Regions from separate parts of the Sus scrofa genome. Here all the other regions are linked to region 2. The links are chromatin contacts, called in public HiChIP or PLAC-seq and promoter capture Hi-C maps. All regions are on one chromosome and are shown on one strand. The core of a region is the stretch at or near the end of the contact, and the rest is flanking DNA. Distances in the headings are between cores, read along the strand shown. Region 1 holds the start of LOC110257285. Region 2 holds the start of EXOC3 (exocyst complex component 3). Region 3 holds the start of PLEKHG4B (pleckstrin homology domain-containing family G member 4B). Region 4 holds the start of CCDC127 (coiled-coil domain-containing protein 127).

Region 1 (3,216 bases), core at 492-2,991, 230 kb before region 2:
CCATGCTCCCCCAGGCCGGGGCATGCAGCGCTGCTCCCCACCGCGCCCCTTCCCCGAGAGACTGTGACCTTTGTGACCCCGGGGTGCTCTGCTCCGTCCCGGGGGTATCTGTCAGGGTGGGCGTCTGGGTGACGTGGGGCCCCACATCAAGGGTCGTGCGTGTTAGAGCCCGTGGGCAGGCTGACTGCAAAGTGGGCAGCAGAACCAGTTTCTAAAAGGGGGTGTTTGTGCCTGTGTCAAGCCCTCCTTGGTGAGGACATGGGCTCCGCCGCCTGCCTCTCCGCTGGCCGCCTGGCGTCTCTGGTTGGGTGGAGAGCGCCCGGGTTTGCGGAGTGAGGGAGGCGGCAGGACCAGGAAGGACCAAGTCTGTGCGAGCCTCCCTGCCTGTCCCAAGTGGAGAGAGCAGGAGTGTGGCCCGGGCTGTGCAGAGCTCAGACTGTCTTGGGGACCTGCCTGTCGCCCCAACCCCAGGGGCATCCCTCAGGCGCTACACAGCTGCACGTGGGCGCTCTGCTCTGGCCGCTGGGGGGCGCCAGCGTCATTCAGTGCCTGCAGGGATCCAGGAGCGGGAGGTGCCTGCAGCCCAGGCCCAGGGAAGGGCAGGGGCCAAGGTCAGGGCTGAGGACCAGGGTCACCAGGTCACCGCGCAGGAGTCTGGCCGCCCTCCGCTGGCTGGAGGGTCTGGATCCCGCGTTGGGTCTGAGCACGAGGAACTTGGCAGCGGCAGGGGCTGGGGGGGGCGGGGCAGCTCGGGGGGCGGGGCAGCGGGGGCGGGGCTTGCCCCTGGCCGCCTGCCGCAGGACGACCGACCCGAGGCAGCAGTGACAGGCGTGGCGAGGGCTGGCGCCAGCGCTGTTTGTTTACCGAACAAAGATAGTTGCTAGGGGACCTCGGCATGTCCTGCTTTGTAGTGGAAGTGAGACCAGGAACCCCGTTCTTTTTATTATTAACTTGAACCTAAGACTCTCCTAAGATAGAATTACATCGAAAGTGAAAGCCAGCAGCCCGAGGATGGGACACCCATCCTGGGGCACTTTCTATTCTGGGGGCTCAATGGCGGCCACAGAATGCGTGACCAATGGCAGGAACGGCCAGCTCGTCTTAAGCAAATGCAGCCGCTGTTGCCCGCAGTGGCCAGGGTGACCTGGCCAGTCCTCCATGCGTGCCAGCAGGCATGCTCATGCGTGTGCCCGTAGCGGACACTTTATGTCTAAGGGGCCGGGCGGCTTTGTCCACTGGGTCCAGGTGGAAGGCTGCCCTGAGGTCCTGGGGTCCCAGATGCCAGGCCTGGGAACACCTGCCAGGGACACCTGCAGGTTCGGACAGCCCAGGAACTCAGTCGAGGCGCCACAGGGCTGGCCTCTCAGGCTCTGGTCGAGTGCTCAGGTGCCCCCGCTGTGAGACGGGAGTCGCTAGTGGGCTGCTGTCCCCACTTTCTCCCTGGCGGTGGCCTTGGGGGGAGCTGAGGGTGGACGCAGGGACAGAGCACTCAGCTCCAGCCTCCCATCTGGCCCGCTGGCCCTGCCCACAGTGTGTGATGAGAACCATCCCGCTGAGCTCCACAGAGGAGGGGCGGCACCTGGGCTGCAGTGCCACCTCCTGTCACATCTGTCCCCTGCTGCCATCGCCGGCCTCCTGCGCAGGACTCACTCCCGTTGCCCCGGTAACCACACAAACAGTGCTGTGCATCCGGCCATGCCTCAGGCTTCAGGAAGTGGGTGTAGGGACCAGCGTACTGGAATGTGCTGGTGTCACCAGCTGTGACAGTGTAGGCTGGCCACTGACCACGGGAGCATGGCTCATCTGTTAACAGCAGGGGCGGCCTGCAGGGGCCTGCGGTGGCAGGAAGGGCCTCAGCATCGCCACGTCTTCACCTGGCCCTCTCTGCCGAGTCCCGTCCCCTCTGTAGGTGCCCGGGCCTGGCTGGTCCCCAGCAGCCATCTCCCTGTTCTTCTGGCTTTGCGCCCGCCCTCCCCTGGCCCAGCCCTCTGAGCCCCAGCTCACTCTTGCCTTCACGGCGGTCTCTGCCCCCCAGCCTCTGATACCTACACGCCCTCGCCCAGCACCCAGGGCCCTGGGCCTGCACCCGAGGCCAGAGGACAAGGAAGGGCCGAGCAGTGTTGGCCAAACCAGCCCCCACCGAGCCTTGTTGAGCGCCATGGAAGCTTCCTCTGGGCCCTTATCCAGGCTGGACCACGCCTGCAAGCGCAAGCCCCAGAGGGTGGGGCGGGCAGACCCCGGACCCTGACAGCAGTGCAGCCTGGGAGGCCTCACTGCCCAGAGCCCGCACCGCCCTGGGCCTCTGCGGAGTCACAGCAGAGCCTGTGAACCGCGGCTTCGCCAGGACACCCGCGGGCAGCAGTAGGAGGCACACCCCCGCCACGCCCAGGCCGCTCTCACAGGAGCCGGGCCTGTAAGCCCTGAACCTTCCTGGCTCAGAACCGTCCTGGGAAGCAGGGCAGGGCTCCTGGGGAGGCCAGGCCCGTGCTTCCGCCCCTTCTGTTTGGTTTCCATGGGGATGGTGTGTTGGTCCCTGGAGAGGAGGCTGGAGGATCTGCGGGCTCGATTTTACCCTGGGAGTCCTGGAGGGGGTGGGAGCCTGGGGTGTCTTTCCCTGGGGGAGGGGAGAGACAGAGCAGACAGAGACAGAGACAGAGAGGGAGAGACCCAAAGGGAAACAGAGAGACAGAGAGACCTACTGGGCTGGCCCCGGCTTCCTGGCCTGTGTTTGAGCCCTCCCCCCCTTTCCTTGGTGACCCGACCTGTGTGCTGGGCGCTGCCCCCCGCCCTGACGACCCCCACGACCGCCTCCAGGGCCGGGCTTGGTGCCCACAGGTGCAAGCGCATCTGTCCCTCTGGGTCACAGGGCGCAGCCTCCAGTCCTGGAGGGCGAAGGACTCGGGCAGCCTCTGCGGGAGGCGGGTACGGGAGGGGCTGACCAGCTCCCTGCCGCCCACCAGGCGTGGGCTCCTGCGGCCGCCCGGTGGCCCAGGGCATCTTGGGGCGAGCGCCCCGCACCGTGCGGAGCGGGCCGAGTTGCTCCTTGACGAGCCCCCTCCAGGTCACCGGTAGCATCTTTCTCTTCCACCTCGTGGTCCACATCATCGCAGTTTCCATCAATCCGGCCGAGAAAAGCGTGCATCAGAAGAACTATTTGGAGCCTATGCCTGTGTTTGACAGGTCCAAACACGCTCATGTCATCCAGGACCTGTATTG
Region 2 (3,280 bases), core at 422-2,921:
CTGCTAAGCAGGAACCTGAACTTGGGACAAAAGGCTCGGTCCAGCCTGAGAGTGAAGCAGGCGCCCACAGCCACCCCAGTCTCCACTCCAGTCTCATACCTTCAGCCTGGCTTCCACGGAGGCCTTCTTCCTGGCCTCTCTTCTGCGGTACTGCTCCACTTTGTCCAGCTGGTCCGGGCGCTGGAGCATCCCGGCAACCCTCTGGACAGCTGTTGCAACAGCCTCCCGGTCCGTCTCCTTCATGGTTACAGAGCAGGCAGAATCTCTGCACCTGTCATACTAGGGATACCCTGTGTCCACAGGCAGAGACAGAACAGGAGAGGAGGATGTGTCAGGAAGGTAGAGATGTCAGGTACAAAGCATCCCCCTGCTCCAGTAACATTCAGTTGTTCACAGTGGAGCTATAAGGAGAGCATTTGAGATCATTAATCTAATAGACATGAAACACAGCTGAGCTAGGATTATGACCTCCTTGATATGAAACACAAACCTTCAGAACCCAGTGTTATCCCTAAGGGGCGCAGAGGCAATTACAAGCATAAGATATTAACATGCGGATCCAGACTACTCAGCACCTCAGATGTCAATCTCCCCCGGACAGGTCCAATTTCTAATTGCCACCAGCCCTGACTAGCCAGTGGGGCCGAGGTGCCAGGACGCCTCAGGAAAGCTATGGAGGCACAGTGACAGCACACACTTTACCGTGCCTGCTCAAGTTTGAGCACCATCCTCTGATCCCCCTCAAAATCACTGTCTGTAGCACCCAAAATTCCATTCCCTACTGCTTAACAGCCCTAGTAAACAGAGGTGAGAGGGCACAAGGCACTCTGCTCAGATGCAATGTACACAGCACAGATGCTGCATACAAGCACACCTGCCTTCAGCGCCAGCTCCTCCAACCTGCCAGCCAGGGAGCTGGCGACGCCTGCTGAGCTTTCGGCAAAGCAGAGGACTGACTTCAGCTACTGAAGTCCATTTCCATGCACATTTTCTGCGCACGGCTTCTCAAAGATATTTCTCAAAGCAACGCGAGGTCCGCGGAGACCCTTGAGGGACCTGTGAAATAACTCCCCCGTCTGCACACGAGTGCGTTCCGTGTTCTCTCGGAATGTGCTGTGGCGCCGTCTCTCCCCTCCCGGTGCTGACTAGGGCACCGCGCACACGACGGGACACACGGGGCTGGGGGGCGCCGGCGTGTCTCCCCGCCCGTCTCCGCCGCGGACCCCCAGCCGCGCCCGCAGCTCTGCACCTGCTACTCCCCACCGCCTGGCGCGCCGTCAGCCTCTCCACGGACCGTCCCCGGGCCTCCCACGGCCTCCCGCACTGCCTTCCGGCCGCGCCCGCACCCGCCCGAGCCCGGGGAGAGGACAGCGGCCACGGACCGCGACTCCCGGACTGTGCCACCCGCCCGCAGCGGCCTCACCTTGCGAGCCGCCGCCGCCGCCGCCCGGAAGTGAGCCGCGACCGGCACTTCCGCTTCCGGCCTCGTGACCGGAAGGGGGTGGGCCCGGCGGGCGGGACCTTTGTTGGGCGGGTCCCTGTGCACAGAGCTGGGAGATTTCGGGACCCGCTGTCGATAGGGACCCGCTGTCGACCGGGACCCGCTGTCGACCGGCACCCGCCGAGAGTCGGCCGGGGCTGCGGGACGAGCGCGGAGCCGGGAACCGGGCGGCTGGGCTGAAGCCTGAGGGGCGGAGCGCGAGCGCATACACCCAGCGCGGAGACGCCTCTCACGGACGTCACAGGCACGCAGACACCCTACACACACCACATATAGACAGGCCACACCGCACACACGGGGCGCACAAGCACACACATGCACACGCCTGGGCTCGTGGGGGCAGGGGGCACGTGGGGGCAGGTGTATGAGTCCCCCAGTGCGGTGGCCCTATAAACCCAAACCTCCCAGCCCCCGCCCTCGCGGGGCCTCCAGTCCCTGGGCCTCCTCCACCTCCTGCCCCGTCTTGGCCCAGAGGCCGCCTTTCCCACAAAATCGCCGCTTGGCTATAAGACCCCAGCTGTTCCATCTGTGCCGCCATGTTCCCTCCAGAGGCGTTGCAGAATTTACCCAGCTCTTGGGTCACTTATCTGCACCCCGTCCCCTGTACACGTGCACAGGGGTGTCAGCGGCAGCACAGCCGCATTTCTCCATCTTTTTTTCCTAATGTGTCTTAAGCACTATCACAGGGCCTGGTATTCAGCAGGGGATGGACTGAAGGAAGGAAATGCACATAGAACAGCTCACTACCACTTCGCAGAGACAAAGCTAGAACATCTGATGGCGGGGCTTCATTTGCAAAATCAAGAAGACATTTCCACTTAAAGCAGACACATACTAACATTTATTTTACATCCATATTGCGAATTTAACAAGAACCACAGTATCAGAAATGCATTTGAAAGCTCTTTCTAAAGGCACTGAGAAAAAGTACAAAAAGTTACATTATAGTGCATCCAATTTTTAAAAATTCAACGAGTCAGTCTCCATATTGAAAGTTTTTTTCATCCAGTAGAAACTGCAAAAATATAAAATACAATTTGTGTTTGTCTTTTCCCTTCCATATCATTCCTGTATACTTGATTTTAATATGTTCTCAGCTACACAGCCAAAAGCTACAGACAATAGAAACATATAAGCCGGTAATTAGTACTGGTAATGACATTTTAAAGCAGAAATGGCCACGCCTACAGAAATGGCCAGATCTGACCTTCTACATTCCATCATCACCTTCCCCACACAATTTTTCCATAGGGGCATGGCTGTAAAATCACAAAAGTGCTGACTGGGGGAAGTTTTGTTGCCACCGACCCAGCAGAGGAAGGGACCAGGGCACATCAGGACCTGGGTCCCAAGCATGATGGTACCTTTAGAACACAAACCCCTCAGAGCTGGTGTCCAGATGCTGATTCCACACCAACAAGGCTTAATCTGCCTGTCCACCAACCGTGACCAGTTTGGTGCACGTGGTCCCAGGGGAGTGGCCACAGATGGGTGCTCTGAACCTCCAGGAACATGGCTTGGGTGCCACAGCCCTTGTGGGCAGGGGTGGCTGTGTGTCCTTCAGAAAGACTCCTCCTCACGCGAGGCTCACGCCTGCAGCTCTTCGGTTATGCGGGGATCTGGCAACAGTGTGCAAACGTGCAATGATGTCTCTCAATTCCATCTTTTCAGTCCGGGGTTTTCCGGGTGATGCATTTGGTACATGCGTGTGGCACCACCTGTCTATTGCGCCCTGAGACAGGGAAGTGTGGTGTCAGGTGCAGGGCTGCCCCAGGATAT
Region 3 (3,228 bases), core at 348-2,847, 200 kb after region 2:
GCCGAGCGCAGAAGCCTCACGTTGCACCATCAGTAGGATGGGCAGGCGCCTTGGCCTACTGCTGTCGGGACCCAGGGCTCCAAGCCACCTGGTCTAGGTTCAAGCCCAAAGTGAGGGTATATTCGTTCTGTGTGGAAGGAGGGAGGCATGTGAACTTGGCCTGAATGATTCTTGTAAAAACTGCCGCAATCTGGAAACCTGGGGTCTCCTGGGTTTGCTTGAATGAAACAATTTGTGAACACACATCTCAGAGAACCTGGGGGCAGATTCAGGGCCGACTCTGTTTCCTGAGCCCAGCATTCTGGGGAGATTTGCAAGTGATGAAGTGTTCGCGTGAGACCACCAGCAGGCTCGCAACCCAACAGACACCACAGACACAAAGGTCCACATTTCCCAAAGGCGACTTCGGACGAGACCCACACGGGGCCCCTAACCGGATAAAACCCCAGGCCACCTGTACCCAGGCCGCAGCCCAGCAGGGCTCTGCAGCCTGCCTGGACAGTCCACTTGTGCTCCCAACCCGGGCCACCCTCCTGTCTGCAGACCGGACCCCAAACAGGGTGTCTCCTCAGAAGCAGAAGTGGGTGCATATCTCTGTGGGGGACCCGGAGCCCTCCACCACATGCGGAGACGTCTGGGAGCCTGACTGTGTCCACGGAGAACAGTGGCCTCCAGAGTTCCTGCTGCCCCAGAGAGCCTGGGGGTGGAGGGCAGGGCCAGGAAGTGAAGGCAACCCTCACTTCTGTCCACTCTGAAATCCCTTTTCAGGACACTAAGTGGTGACCTGATGCTCAGCTGTTAATTACGCACAGTTTCAGCTCTGTTCAAATTAATTTTTTAATAACACGTTTCAAATCTTAATTAGGCACCTGAAAGTACCAGCTAACTTTTTAAAGTGAAAATGCTGTTGGGTAACAGGCGTAGAGTGTAATTACTGTAGCAAAACCCTCTGTAATCTGGTTCATGGGAAAAAGGGTAAGACAAACCCAGCCCAGGTTTTGCAATTCACAGGAAGAAATGCAGGACAGCCTCCACCGCCCTATTCCAGACCCAAGGCGACCATCTTCTTTGCTAAGCAATGTTCACTATCTAAACTGCCCTTCCAGTTTGCAGTCTACTCTGGTACTTTTTCAAGCAAAAGGTCTTTGTCTTCGTGCACAAAGTTCATTGGTTCGTGCTGCCAGATTCGAGGTAATGAATAACTCAGGAACATTCTGACTGTGGGCGACAATTTCAAAAGCGTCTTTTAGTCTTCCAGCCCCCTCCGCCTGCACTCCCTTCCCGCCATCAATGCAAATTTGCCTGGAAAAGCATATTTCTCTCATAAATATTCAGGAGTTTAAAGGAAAAGTTTGCTAAATCTTCGTTGAAGTGGCAGAAAAAGTGAAAGCTCTCTCCCCCGCAGCCCCGGCCCCATAACCGGTCCCCACACTCTCTCGCCGTCCCCTACCTTGGCGCCGGCGCCCCGGTCCCCTCGGCCGAGCGCCGCGCGGAGAGCCATGGTGGCACCGCCTTTGTCCCGGCAGCAGAGAGGACACCGCTCAGCAGGTCCGCCAGTCGGGCGTGGGAAGGACGGCGGGCTGGGGGCGGGCTGGGGGCGGGCTGGGGGCGGGCCCTCCCGGCGGCGCTCCCCGCCCACCACACGGGGGCGGGGCCTGGGACCGCGGCGGGGCGGGGAGGGGGCGTCTCTCCCGCGGGGTTCTGGCTGGGAGTTGGGGGGTGGGGTCTCCCCCGCGAGGGCCCAGAACTAGGAAGGGGAATCTCTCTCTCTCCGCCGCCCAGGGCGACGGTTGGAGGGGGTCTCTTCCGCGGGGACTCGAGGTGGGAGAGGACGTCTCACCCTTTGGGTCTCCGGAGCGGGAAGTTGGAGGGATCCCATCTTCGGAGGTGGCAGGGCGGGTGGAGGGCGTCTCACCGACCCCAACCCTGGGGGCCGCCTTGCCGGCGCCTCGGGCTGTGCCCTCACCTAGGAGGGGACCCCACAGGGGGCGGGGTGGGGGGGCTGGGGCGAGCTCCTCCCTCCCCAGCTGTGGGCGGGGGCGACATTCCTTTTACTTTTGTTCTAGCGGAGCCTGGGTACCTGCCATTTTGTTCTCAGACCCGTGGTTGTGACACTGCACCCGACTTCCGCGGGTGTGGACACTCCTGCCTTCTGGGTAGAAAGCTATTGGACGGTGATTTCCCCCAGCATATGTAGATGCACCTCATATGCACCTGCGTAAACACGCTAATGAAGGCAATCAGACCCTGATTTCCACTGGTGTAGATGGAGCGGACCCATTTCAGCCTGTGTGGGTGGACCAGCCCTCTTCCGCCGAGCGAGCATCCTGGCAGGTGGGATGCGCTCTGCTGGGTAAACAGAACTCCTGAGCGAGCAGCCACCCTAGCCTCCTCGAGGAGTTAACAAGCTCTCACTGTGTTTGCAACCCTAACGCCTGGGTTTATGGAAAACCTCCCCAAAGTATCCTCCACGCCCACCCCAGGGAAACAAAAGCCTTCTCTGTAGCTAAGCGACTCTAGGTCTCAGGCTGTGTGCTGGGAATGCAGCCCGGGTCTCAGGACTCCGCTCCTCTGCGGGGGCGGGGGGTGGAATCCGCTCTAGCGGGGGTCCCCTCCCGGTCTTCAGGAGTCTCATCCTGCACTACGTCCTGACTAGAAACACGGGCACTGACTCGGCCCACCCACTGCGGGACTCAGGCACTCATTTAAAGTTGAGTTGTGTTGGAGCTGAATGGCTGCAGATGCCAAATGAATGAAGCTCCTCCCTCACCCCACACCGGTTCTTTGAATTCCTGTAGTGGCTCCCTGACTGGTTCCTCTATTCGGCTGTCTGGAACCTCCAGTCCCACCCACTGAGCCCATGCAGAGTCAGGCCCACTTCAGGGCCAGGGATCTGGGTGTTACTCCTAATCCCTGAGCACCGCGCCCCCCCTTCTCTTCTCACCCGCTCACCTGCCCTTGACGCTCCAGAAACAGGAGCCACCCTGCATAAACCCCTGTGGTCCCAAAGCATCTGCAGAACAGAATGTTGGCAGGCCTCCAGAACAGGAGATTTGTCCAGGAGCTGACCTCGAGGGAGGTCAACAGTGACCTGGATGCCTGATCAGGGTGCAGCTCTGGAATCTCACTTGTGCTGGAGATTTGGAGGCTGGTGGGTGTTGTACCTCTGTGGTACAGAGGGGAAGCTGGGCCTGGACAGGGAGAGCTCAGGAGTCCTCATGTGTCTCC
Region 4 (3,082 bases), core at 97-2,596, 130 kb after region 2:
TTAGGAACGCACCCCTGGCATGTAGAGGTTCCCAGGCTAGGGTCCATTCGTAGCTGTAGCTGCAGGCCTACAACACAGCCATAGATAGCAAGGTAGGATCCGAGCCAAATCTGCGACCTACACCTCAGCACACATCAATGCTGGATCCTTAATCCACTGAGTGAGGCCAGGGATCAAACCAGGATCCTCATGGATGCTAGTCAGGGTCGTTAACCACTGAGCCAGACAAGAACTCCTAATTCTGGTCCTTTATATCTATTTTTTTTTTTTTTTTTTTTTCGTTTCATGGCCGCACCTGCAACATATTGAAGTTCCCGGGCTAGGGGTCGTATCCGAGCTGCAGCTGAGGCCTACTCCACAGGCACAGCGACACAAGATCCGAGCGATATCTGTACCTCACGGCAATGCCGGATCCTTAAACCACTGAGCGAGGCCAGGAATCCAACCCGCATCCCTATGGATACTAGCCGGGTTCTTAACCCACTGAGCCCCAAAGAGAACTCCTCAATTCCTGTAGTTTAAAGAGGAGAGAGTTGTGGGTATAACTACAGACATATGTCAACAGTATAACGCTGGTGAAAGCCCTGATTCCGTTGGGACCTTTGACATTCAATTACTAACTAGGTGGCCAGGCGAGTTCACGTTATAAAACCAAATATCTAAACCCCCTAAATTCAGTGCTTCAGTAAAACCCTAAAGGGTCGACTCTGACGATCTGTCCGGAGAGGAGACAGGAACCAGCAGCCAGGCCTCGGAATGCACAACTCGACCGACTCGAGTAGGGCCTGCGGGGCCCTGCAGGAAACGCCCAGGACACTGTCCCGCGTCCGCCGTGGTAATTTTGCAGTAAATGCGCAGAGGCCACCGCACAGCCCTCAGGAGGCCCAACCTAGTGCCGGGGATCAGCTCAGACCCCACCCACCCGCAGGCCGCCCTCCGGCCGCACGACCTTGGACAGCCCCCTCCGCGCAGCGGAGCGGGCGACCTTGGCCGAGGCCCCGAGCTCCAGGCAGGGCCCCGGGCGGAAAGGGGTCCCGGGCGGCTACAGGGTCGTGACCTTCACCCAGCCAGCGCGGACAGAACCCGGCGGGCCCTCCCCAGCCCGTCCCATCGCGGGGCTGGGGGTGCGGGACCCGGCGTTCGCCCCTTCCGGCCCCTCCCAGCCCGCGGCGCCGACTCACCGCCCAGGTCAGCGCCAGGCGCCGGGCGCGCAGCAGCCGTGACACAGCCCGGACCCCCGACATGTCTGCCGTCCGCAGCGTCCCGCTAGTCCCCGCGCTGATCGCGCCTGCGCACGTCGCCGCGACCCGGGGACGACGGGGGGTGGCGGGGCGCCGCGCCTGCGCACGTCGCAGCGCCGGGGTCTTACGTCGCCGCGCCCGGGGTTGAAGGGGCAACGCCGCGCCTGCGCAGAGAGGACTGGCAGACGGAGGAGTTCAGGGACCTGGGGCCCAAGGTCCCGGCAGGGGTAGGTTGCAGTCGGGGGTCGGGTCGTGTCCGAGACCAGGCGTCTTCACAGGCTCGCCTGATTTCTGCTCTGGTCCCGACGGTGTTCGATTTTTCTCCAATTTACGGGAGTTTTGCGGAATGAACCAGTGCTCGCAGGTACCCCACTTTTCTTTATGGGACGGAGCCGGAGTTCCTGTATCGAGCAGTTCGACGACCGGCGGCCCTGTTGGAGCGAAGTTAGGCCCAGTCCGGGCCGGGTACCGCTGCTTTATTAGATTGCACGCCTCTTAAATTGTACGCCCCGGGAGGCGGACCCTGTGGTTTATGGGAAAGGTGGGCGGCGCGGACCCTGCAGCTTATGGGGTGAAGGGGCTCTGAGCGTTTTGGCTTCAGCGCTTTCAATCTCTGACTTTTTGTTTTGTTTGTTTTTTGGTTTTTAGGGCCGCGCCCGCGGCATACGGAGGTTCCCAGGCTAGGCTTTGAACTGGAGCTGCAGCTGCCGGCCTATGCCACAGGCGCAGGAACATCAGATCTGAGCCGAGTTTGTGACCCACACCACAGCTCAGAGCACCGCGGGAGCCTTAACCCACTCAGCAAGGCCAGGGATCAAACCCGCAACCTCGTGGTTCCTAGTCGGATTCATTTCCGCTGCACCACGCAGGGAACTCCGGTCTGATTTTTTTATTCTGTGTTCACCGCAAGCTCTTTGACATTAGGTACTGGAGCCTTGGTGTGTGCGTAATTTTTTCATTGCCAATTAGAATTTTATATCTTTAGTTGTTAAATAAGTATTTATCGCAAAGCCCGTTAAGAGTTTTTAAAGTTTGATTTGAGTTCCTTTTGATTATATATCTCATTCTATCTGTGTTTCAGTCATTTGAGACACTTCTCTCTACCATGACTTGTGAGTTACTTTTGTCTGAGGTCTTGGTTTTCTCTTTTAATCCCATAAGGCTCAGTGCTGTGCAGCAGCACATAACTGGATCTAAACCAAAATTGTGTTTGTTTTTTGGCCGTGCCCACACCATGCAGAAGTTCCTGGGCCAGGGATCAAACTTGAGCTACAGCAGTGAAAGCAGCAGAGCCTTAACCCATGAGCCATCAGGGAACTCCTGAGCAGAATTTTTTGAAAGAAAACAAGACTCACATGAGCCAAGTAGACGATAAAATTAACAATGTATTGTGTTCCTTTTGTGTATTAATGGTGTTATCTTTTATTTCAAGGTGTATCTCCATGAATAACTTAAATGACCCCCCAAATTGGAATATCCGGCCTAATTCCAGGGCTGATGGGGGTGATGGAAGCAGATGGAATTATGCCCTGTTGGTTCCAATGCTGGGATTGGCTGCTTTTCGTAAGTCATGGTTTTCCTAACACATTTGCTGGGCTGAGAGTGTGGGGCTTAGGAACCTGAGAGTTGTTGGCTGGAAAAAAAAAAACGTGCATGAGACCCGTGCCTTGGGTTTTATTCAGTGTCTTACTGAAGACCATGGCCCAGGGTATGGCTTCTCAGATAGCTGTTAGGAACTGCTCCAAAGAGGTAGGGGGAAGCCAGGATATATGTGAATTTTTTGGCTGGGAAATACATACGGTCAAGCATACGTCTTGGTAAAAGATTACTGCTTGTCACAC

What was found. Promoter capture Hi-C pulls out the DNA fragments that hold promoters and counts their contacts. HiChIP or PLAC-seq counts read pairs in DNA pulled down with a chosen protein or histone mark.
Region 1: a contact with region 2 is called in a promoter capture Hi-C map of fetal liver, with 3 times the contacts expected there. The contact joins the promoter of LOC110257285 here to the promoter of EXOC3 in region 2. A contact is called at or near these places in 1 of 5 promoter capture datasets (fetal liver) and 1 of 2 datasets of contacts at active chromatin or transcription factors (alveolar macrophages).
Region 3: a contact with region 2 is called in a promoter capture Hi-C map of liver, with 3 times the contacts expected there. The contact joins the promoter of PLEKHG4B here to the promoter of EXOC3 in region 2. A contact is called at or near these places in 2 of 5 promoter capture datasets (both in liver) and 1 of 2 datasets of contacts at active chromatin or transcription factors (alveolar macrophages).
Region 4: an H3K27ac HiChIP or PLAC-seq map of alveolar macrophages shows a contact between it and region 2. The contact joins the promoter of CCDC127 here to the promoter of EXOC3 in region 2. A contact is called at or near these places in 1 of 5 promoter capture datasets (liver), 3 of 47 Hi-C or Micro-C datasets (fibroblasts, heart right ventricle and liver) and 1 of 2 datasets of contacts at active chromatin or transcription factors (alveolar macrophages).

Annotation. Positions count from the first base shown.
Region 1 is chr16:79,499,769-79,502,984 of Sscrofa11.1, forward strand. LOC110257285 reads left to right here and starts at 1,742. Exons shown (of 13, transcript XM_021076900.1): 1 at 1,742-3,216. The coding sequence starts at 3,164.
Region 2 is chr16:79,728,601-79,731,880 of Sscrofa11.1, forward strand. EXOC3 (exocyst complex component 3) reads right to left here and starts at 1,672. Exons shown (of 13, transcript XM_021077064.1): 1 at 1,424-1,672; 2 at 100-290. The coding sequence starts at 243. It overlaps AHRR (aryl hydrocarbon receptor repressor), which reads right to left. Exons shown (of 11, transcript XM_021077068.1): 11 at 2,320-3,280.
Region 3 is chr16:79,933,449-79,936,676 of Sscrofa11.1, forward strand. PLEKHG4B (pleckstrin homology domain-containing family G member 4B) reads right to left here and starts at 1,598. Exons shown (of 23, transcript XM_021076826.1): 1 at 1,451-1,598. The coding sequence starts at 1,501.
Region 4 is chr16:79,861,248-79,864,329 of Sscrofa11.1, forward strand. CCDC127 (coiled-coil domain-containing protein 127) reads left to right here and starts at 1,347. Exons shown (of 3, transcript XM_021076939.1): 1 at 1,347-1,468; 2 at 2,674-2,804. The coding sequence starts at 2,684. SDHA (succinate dehydrogenase [ubiquinone] flavoprotein subunit, mitochondrial) reads right to left here and starts at 1,709. Exons shown (of 15, transcript XM_021076931.1): 1 at 1,182-1,709. The coding sequence starts at 1,244.